Regions from separate parts of the Mus musculus genome. Here region 1 is linked to region 2. The links are chromatin contacts, called in public Hi-C maps. All regions are on one chromosome and are shown on one strand. Each heading gives the region's core, a stretch centred on a gene start, on an enhancer-like site or on the middle of the called end of the contact. The rest is flanking DNA. Distances are from core to core; before and after follow the strand shown. Region 1 overlaps Arhgap28 (Rho GTPase activating protein 28). Region 2 overlaps Arhgap28 (Rho GTPase activating protein 28).

What was found. A called contact is a pair of places that touch in the nucleus more often than the background predicts.
Region 1: a Hi-C map of muscle stem cells shows a contact between it and region 2, with 2.2 times the contacts expected there. The contact joins two enhancer-like sites. A contact is called at or near these places in 21 of 484 Hi-C or Micro-C datasets (the 3T3-L1 cell line, the C2C12 cell line, MC3T3-E1-derived osteoblasts and 12 more) and 1 of 9 other capture datasets (adipose tissue).

Annotation. Positions count from the first base shown.
Region 1 is chr17:67,986,351-67,990,520 of GRCm38.p6, forward strand. All of the region lies in intron 1 of Arhgap28 (Rho GTPase activating protein 28), which reads right to left. Among named protein-coding and RNA genes, the nearest start is that of Arhgap28, 16 kb to the right of the region's middle. Within about 2 kb of position 2,786, at least 144 of the 459 cell types and tissues checked have an H3K27ac peak or open chromatin away from gene starts, as enhancers often do. A contact at or near this core is called in adipose tissue, embryonic fibroblasts, muscle stem cells and 2 more, where this site is marked.
Region 2 is chr17:67,865,295-67,869,564 of GRCm38.p6, forward strand. Arhgap28 (Rho GTPase activating protein 28) reads right to left here. Exons shown (of 18, transcript NM_172964.4): 10 at 3,657-3,734. Among named protein-coding and RNA genes, the nearest start is that of Arhgap28, 140 kb to the right of the region's middle. Within about 2 kb of position 1,482, at least 63 of the 459 cell types and tissues checked have an H3K27ac peak or open chromatin away from gene starts, as enhancers often do. A contact at or near this core is called in adipose tissue, embryonic fibroblasts, muscle stem cells and 2 more, where this site is marked.

The DNA.
Region 1 (4,170 bases), core at 1,536-4,035, 120 kb after region 2:
TCTACTGTATAATGAAAGGTAGACAACAGGCAACCTAGACGACAAAGCTACCCACAATGCACCCTGTTTGGGGAGCAAGATGCTATTTTAACAACTGTTATCGATGTGGGTTTCTACCCTTTATTTTTCAGTGGACAAGCATTTTATCAAGACCTTGTGTTATCCTATAAATAAAGGTTAATGTACAGACTCCCAGGGAAAACTCTATATTATAAACTCATAATCCAAGTTTGGAAGATGTGCTTGAAAGCATCTCATTAAAGGCCTGATTTCTACACTTCAGTTTTCACTATGCTCACTAAGCAGCCATTGTTTGAAAGAGACAGTGAAGGATTCAGTAATGAGGACTATAAACTAAACAGGGCTGATACTAACAAAGCTTCATTCTGAAAACGAAAATGTTTCCTTCTAGTTTCTTTGGCGTTGCTATGATCAGTTATGTAGCTTCGTTGCGGGGCTGATCTCAAAGGTCTGATCTTCTTGCCTCTAGCTCCCAAGTTGCTGGACTCACCAGCATGAGCCACCATGCTTGGCTTTATCCAATGCTGGAGACCAAATTTCAGAGCTTCATTCCTGTTGGGTAAGCCCTCCACCAACTGAGCTACATCTTCAGAATGAAGCTGGTTACTCTGCAAATGACAGAGGTTTGATTGGCCCGTGCTTCTGGGGAATGGGAAGTTCAAATAGCAAGGAGTCAGTATGCTCACAAGGGCTTGATGGCCATGTCAGAGCCCACAAATGCCAAGAAAAGGGGGCTGACTGCATACGGAAGGGGCCAAGCATGGAGAACAGCCCTGCTCTATTACAGCTTGTGCCCGGGAGAACTAACAGTCCTTTACAAACCGCATCAATTCTCCTGAGAATGTTGTAGCAAGATCTTTAACCCCTTCTTCTAGGCCCTGCCTCTAAAATATCTTCCTCTTTTCACTATCATCGGGGACAACCAAAGGGCGACCAAGTCTCCAAAATACAAACCTTGGTGCTCTCTCTCAAACCTCACCCAAACCACACTATGCGTTACCCAAGGAGGAGAAATGGACTTTAGAAATGCTAGGCTTCTTCTTTCTTCACTGTTGTCAGATTTTCAGTTCTTTGGGTTTTGTTTGTTTGTTCGTTTTTATGTTTTGTTTTAAGTTCCCTCCTTTAAGGATAGCAAGGAGCAGGGAGGGCAGAAAGGAGAGTAGAAGTTGACATGTGGAGATGATCAATGCAGGATATATGCATGCATAAACTGCCACAGTAAATCCCATTCGTCTGTGTGATCAAACAGTCCTAACGGTAATCTAGACAAAGCAAATACATAAATAAAGAGTGACGGGAAACAAATGAGCAACTAAAGAAGCCCCCTTTGTTCTGCCTCATCTGTCAATCATCCCTCTCAAGGCTCCTCTGCAGGATCCAGCCGCCTGCTGCCCCCACGGCTGTACTCAGCTCCCCATTACCTCCCACTCCTGCATCCAACTGGCTTCTGCCTCCATAACTCTATGAAACCCACAGCAGCCAAGTTCATCACACTAAAAAGAGCCCATGAATGAGTCTCTGTTGTCACCCTCACTTGCCATTTTACCATTGTTGATGCTGCTGATAAATGGTGTTGGCTCACATGTCCCTGCCCTCCTGGTTACTGCCATGGCTTTCAGGCCCTGCCAACCTCCTCCCATCCCCCTAGCTAGTAAAACTCTTCAGGTTCCATCCACTGCTGTCTTTAGGACTCTCCCACCCAATCCTCCCCAGTCCAGATGTGACTGTCCTCGACACGAGTCTCCCACGAGCAAATGTTTCTCAAAACCTTCCTAGACATCCATCCTCAGAGGACTGTCTGATGGGCATCCAAGCTTCTCTGTCTCACCAGCCTACAGGACCAAATGCCACCTGGGAAACTCAGTGCTGACCCGCAATCACCATTTATTCAATACCTAGAATGTCAAATCTTAGTCGATACCCCCAGACAGAACACAAGTCATGGTTCCTAAGGTCTGTTGTGTAGCCACCAAATTCTACAAACTTCTTTTGCTGGTGTCCCCATTTCATTCATGGCCACATGACCTGCGTTAGGTCATCCCCACCTGAACGACTTTGTCAACCAGCTACCATTTTTCCACTCCTTTTAAAGTCGTATTTTATAGTCTAGAGGAATGGAGGCTGAGAACTCACTGGGCTGCAGGAAAAGTAACAGCCAGGAAATTATTGCAGTTTTATTTATTTTTTCCCCCCGAGACAGGGTTTCTCTGTGTAGCTCAGGCTGTCCTGGAACTCACTGTGTAAACCAGGCTGGCCTTGAACTCAGAAATCTGCCAGCCTCTGCCTCCCAAGTGCTGGGACTAAAGGCGTGCGCCACCACTGCCCGGCTTGAAACTGCAGTTTTAATTTTATGGATCTCAATCCAAATTGGTCTTAAACCAAATTTAGAAAACAATGAATGAAAATTGGTTTGAGGAGGGTGTGTGTGTGTGTGTGTGTGTGTGTGTGTGTGTGTGTATGTATGTATGTATGGAGACGTTGAAAGAGACAAAGGGGTGCGCAGCCTGGGTAGGAATTGGTTAACTGATGGTTAGTGTTCCTGAACAGCAAAGCATTCCCCTGAACTCCTAGCAGAGCTGGTGCTGAAGTGTCACCTTGCATAGCAAGGACTTTCTGAAGCTCTGGCATCCGGGGAGTATCGCGTTTGTTTAGGCTCGGTCTAATCAGAATTTGCCGCAGTGGGACTTCTTATAAACAGTGAGTCATGTTGTTTTAGCTGGCCCTGACTCAGGGCCTCACAGGGCATGACACAGCCTCAAACACACAGGCACAGCGTACAAGGCCAGCTCCCTCCAATGACACGCGCCAGAAGCCAGATGAGGACTCGTCCTCCAGTACTGGGCTTTCTGCAACTAACCACAATGTGGATTTGACAGGAAATAGTCTCCAAGTAGACCTAGAGATTCCAGAGATGGTTCAAATTAAGAGGGAATGGAGTTTAGGTTAAAAATTCCAGGCCCAGGCATCTGTGCTTGGGTTTTCAAAACAGCATGTGTGGAAATTTTCAGTCAGCTCCCCCCACACACCCCACCCCTCCCCCATCCCCCATTAACTGCTTGGCTGCTTCACTGAGGTCAGTAAGTGTTTTTCTTTCGGATGCCAACGAAACATCACAAGTCTGTTTTGCCAACTCTGAGTTACACTGGAGGAGATAACATGACCGGGATGTCGTCCCAGCACCGGAGAGGAAACTGAGGAAATTACGTTGTCACTGATACTACCTCTTTTTAAAACCTTGGTGTTTCCCAGCAAGGAGCCCCTTTTCCCTCCTTGTGGTCCTGGCTCTTGGTCTGACTGAGTACTGCAGACCATGTCAGGGGCCTGAATGGATGCTACACGGGAGCTAGAAGCAGGTGACCAACAAACAGCCAAAGGACCTTGAGAGCAAATAAGCCCAGAAGCCCCAACTAAAGACCTGTTTCCCTGCCTTGCCTCTCTGATAAAGCCATGGAGGCTCTGCCTTCCACGCTCCAGTCACCCCTGACAGGTCACAGGAAGCTTAGTTTCTGTCATCAAGATACTCAGAAGTCCTAGGCTGGCTAAGTGCAGGGAATGTCACTTCCTAAGAGCAGGCAGTTAGCAGGAAAGGCCACACAACTATTTACTTGAAGCTAACAAATTGTCCAATCACGGGGCCTTCTTCGCTGTCATTAGAACTAAACTTTATCGACCCCAGTGCCTGAGAAAACAGACACGGGCAACCAGAGCCTGGAGGCAGATCTGAATCTGGCTTCCCCAGAAGATTCAAAGCCAGACCAAGAGGTCCAGTTTCTAAATGGGGGCCATCTTAGGTCAGCATCCTCAATGTATAAGGATCGGTGATGGATAGGGGTTGTGCTTAAAGCTTACAGCACAGGAGGCAAAGGAAAACAACAACATCCCCCCCTCATCCTGCTGTTGAAAACCAGGTATTCCTCGGTTACCTGGCTGGCCTCAAATTCCTGGACTCAGCTTCCCAGGTATCTGTCGCTCAAGGCGTTCTCTTGAAATTATATGGAATGCCCACAAGGATCTGGGACACAACTCAGCTTCTAAAGTAAAAGCTGAGACCTCAGAGCCTCAAACGACAAGCGGTCGAATAACTGAATGGGTAAGAAGCCAGCAATAGTAAAAACCTTTCTGGATACACTATAACCAAGAATTGATTTA
Region 2 (4,270 bases), core at 232-2,731:
AGGTCCTACTTGAAAGAGTCTGCATTATCGGGTCATCTGTTTATCAGTGGCAACTGTTCTTTAAGCTTCTTTACTATGGTCAAACTCATTTTCTACCATGCCTTTGGACTTGAGGGTTTACCTCAAACAGCAGGCACCTGGAAGCATCAGACTGATACAGCCCTAAAGAGATAACTTAAATGAGACTTGAGTAGCCTTTCCCTTTTTACAGCCTTTGCCTCGTTCTCGTGAGACGCCTACTTTGAGTCCCGAACAGAGCCAGCCGTTTTGTTCATCTCATGCCAAACACAAGCGTTTCTACGGCTTCCAGAGGCTGCGAAACTGAAATCTGTGTCAAGCTTGCTGAGTTAGGTGCCAAGGCAGGATACTGATGGGTATGCGGCCAGCCTGGGTTCAAATGATGAGTTTATGTCTCAAAAAAGCCAACCAATCAACCCATCAACCAACCAACCAACCCATCAACCAACCAATCAACCCATCAATCAACTAACCCAGCAACGACCAACCAATCCACCAACCCACCAACCAACCAATCCACCAATTACCCAACCCGCCAATCTATCAGTCACTAGAAACCTCTTTTTTTGTTTACCACTAAGGAGAACACAGGCAGAGTCAAAGTCGTGTCCTTAAGTCTCTTTGGAGCACAGAGAAGGCTACATCAGTTTCTGAAGCATCTTCACAAAATAAATAAATAAATAAATAAAAGCAAAGCCCCAGCCTGAAGCTACCAGCTCGGGAGAGAGACCAAACACACAGGGTGGCATAACTCCAAAGCACCTACAGCTAACCTCAGAACAACAGGCAGCAGAGGCAAGGAGAGCTTACACGTCAAACAGTCTGCCTTCTTCCATAAAACACGTTCCCAGCGTTTGGCTCAGATTTCTGCGATGTTTTGAAAAGAACATCACTGAGCATTCCAAAGCATCAAACTGGTTCCAAATGATCTGTGGGCCTCAGACTTGGAAGCTGGCTTTGCAGCTCGTTTGGCTCTAGGTGAGCAGCTTCCTCTCAGGCCTGAGTCCCTGTCAGGCCCACTGATCATCTAGAACGCAAAGCCGGACCACTCAATATCAGCACCCCACCCCCACCCCCCACACAATGGCTGCTGTCATTTACTTGGCTCGAATCAAGAGTAATTATAATGGCTTTTGAAAACTGCCTTTCCCCAAGCACGTTGTCAGAAATGTACTTCGGGGATAAGGAAAACACAGCAGAAAACTTAACCAGCACAGGTACTGAAGGTTTGAATAAAGGGGACGTGAAGGCCTAGGCAACGTATCCAGGGCCACTGTCTCTCTAGCCACAGCGTTTTCCCAGTATCTGCTCACTGGCTCAGATTTCTTCCATGCTTGCTTGCCTGAAACCAGAGCTAGGAAAACATCTGGATTGCATTTGTGGACTAACAAGCGGCAGAATAAACCGGCTGACACAACGTCAAAAACAGTAAGGGAAAATAGACCTTGCCCTAAATTCGGGGTGGGTACTCATGCGTCAGTGAACACACTGAAGGGTGATCAGCCTTCGGTAAGCAGGTTTCACACAAAGAAAGGGTTGTCGAAGAAACGTAACTCCCACTCTAACATCATACGCGGGGCACGTAAGAAACTTTTCTCTTCACAGTGGATCTGCACAGAGAGGGGCTTAGAGGCGTGGAGTTTGATTCTGGTGGCGAAGCCTGGCTCTTTGGCTCTCTTTCTAGTCTCTGACTCAGCTGATAACTTAGACAACCAAAGCAGTCCACACTTTATCCTCATTACTGCGTGTTCTCCCCAGAGGCGTGCCTATGAACGGAACACGATAAATCAAAACAAGCTCACTTCAGGAGCCTTCCAAATGAAACTGTGTTAGTATTTAACCAGCTCCTTGCTGAATGGAGTCCTAATTTCCAACCTGCCCATCTTCAGACATCCCTACAAATGAGAACTTGCCACATTCATTTACAAAGAGGCTCAGGTGGCCGATTCTGTCGGCTGGTCAGGCCCAGCACCTATGCTAGCCGGTGACTGATCAGGTAGATGGCTCCAGGCTTGCACCATTCTGCCCAGTGCAGGGCTCCCCTGTTGGGAGGAAGTGACAAGCTTGTACCATAGCCCAGGTCCTACCAGCTCTCTTTCACTACCAACCAGTCCATTGTTGCTTTGGAGGAGCCAATAGACACAGCCTACTTAATTTCTTTTCACTCAAGAAATATGCTGCAGGCTGGCTGGGCATGGTGGCGCACGCCTTTAATCCCAGCACTTGGGAGGCAGAGGCAGGCGGATTTCCGAGTTCGAGGCCAGCCTGGTCTACAGAGTGAGTTCCAGGACAGCCAGGGCTATACAGACAAACCCTGTCTCGAAAAACCAAACCAAACTAAACAAAACAAAAAAACAAAACAAACAAACAAAAAAAAAAACAAAAAAAAAAAAAGAAAGAAAAAGGAAAAGAAATATGCTACCATATTTCAACATTTCTACCTTGACCCTTCTCATAGGTATAGATTCCCTCAAGTATAAGTGAATTAATGAAGGGATTCCTCTCCACCCCTGTGCCTTTTCTTTCATTGGCTTATCACAATCATTTCTTCACCACCACTTGCACATTCTTTTCAAGGCCCATCATTGGGTGTCCACAGACTGGGGTGACCAAAACGTAGGCATGTGTGTGCCCAAAAGGAAGCACAATGAAAGCTTTTACTAGAAAAGGTTCGCCCCTCCAGGACTCCTCACTGCTCTGTAGAGCTTGCCTGTGTGGGTATAAGAAGGCAGAGCAAAGGAATTCACACTGCTGCGCTGCGGTTTTATGTAGATGCTGGCATTACCATACATGGAACTGGGGTTTCAGAGCTGCTGCTGAGTGAGTACTCCAGTGGTTAGGAGCACTGCTACAAATTCTTAGATGAAATCTGACCAAAGAAGAAGCTAAGAATGGGTCTCAGCTGTGAGCAATTAGCAATGGAAGTAAAAGCTCAAAGACTCCTAAAGGCCAAAAAAAAAAAAAAAAAAAAAAAAAGTTGATCCCCTAAACAGGTCCGGGTGTTTCAAACTCCAATCTGAAGACAAGCAACAGTTTTAATGGCAATGTTTCACTCTTCTAGCTTCTAAGAATCGCAGCATGGAAGAGACATACAACCGAAGTACTTAAGAGTATTATGGCAAGCCAAGCCATACTATCAAAGGGACAACGGCGGTCACAGAGACGAGATTTCTGATGCTCACTGGAACTGGGTCATGGTGGCTTAAGAATGTCCCCCATAGGCTCATATATTTGACCGCTTTAGTCATTAGGAAGTGGCACTATTAGAGAAAGGTTAGGAGGTGTGGCCTCGGGAAGTAGCTGTGGTCTTGGTAGAGGAAGTGCGTCATGGTGGGGGGTTGGCTTTGAGTTTTCTAAAGCCCATGCTAGGCCCATTTTTTTCTTCTCTCTGCCTTCTGATCATGATGAAGCTCTTAGCAACTGCTGCAGCATCCTGAGTGCCACCACGCTCCCATGCTCTTGCCATGTTCCCACCCCAGCCCCCGCGCCACGATGACAATGGACTCACTCTCTGAAACTGTAAGCAAGCCCCCCAACCAAATACTTTATTTTATAAGTGTTTCTCGGGTCCTGAGCGACTGAACGCTGACCAAGGCTAGCTCACGTCTTTATCTGGGAAGAGAGATATCACTGAGTACCTTGACTTTGGCAGTACATCCCGAGAGTCGAAAAATTCCTTCCGATTCCAGACCTGATTCCTCGACTTTCTGAAAAAACTAGAAATTGACAATAAATTACATAAATTAAATACCTCTGTAGGATGACAAACATTCTAATAATAATAGTAATAATAATAATAAGAAGAAGAAGAAGAAGAAGAAGAAGAAGAAATAATTCTAAATAATCTATGAACCTGATACACGGATGATTTCTGAAATACTAATAACTGGCCCAAAAAAGTCAATACTGCCTTTGATTTGCCAGCGAGTAAATTCTCCATTTAGATCATCTATGCTGTAACTTCCCAACATCAACTCCTACCCATGGACTCTGTTGGGTATGTTGTCTTATCTACTGTGCTATGTTTCCAAATTGTATCTTTCAAATATGATAATCATTTCTCTTATGTTGACCAACCAATGCTCAATCACACCATGTGTCTACAGCCACACTACCCTGCATGAACGTAATGTCATCTAAATCTACCCTCATTGGTTACAAAGGACCTAAGAACTTAAAAGAATTCTAGAATATTAACTAAGGACTTAGACATGTAAGAATTAACCTCTCTCTTAAATACTCATGGTAGTGG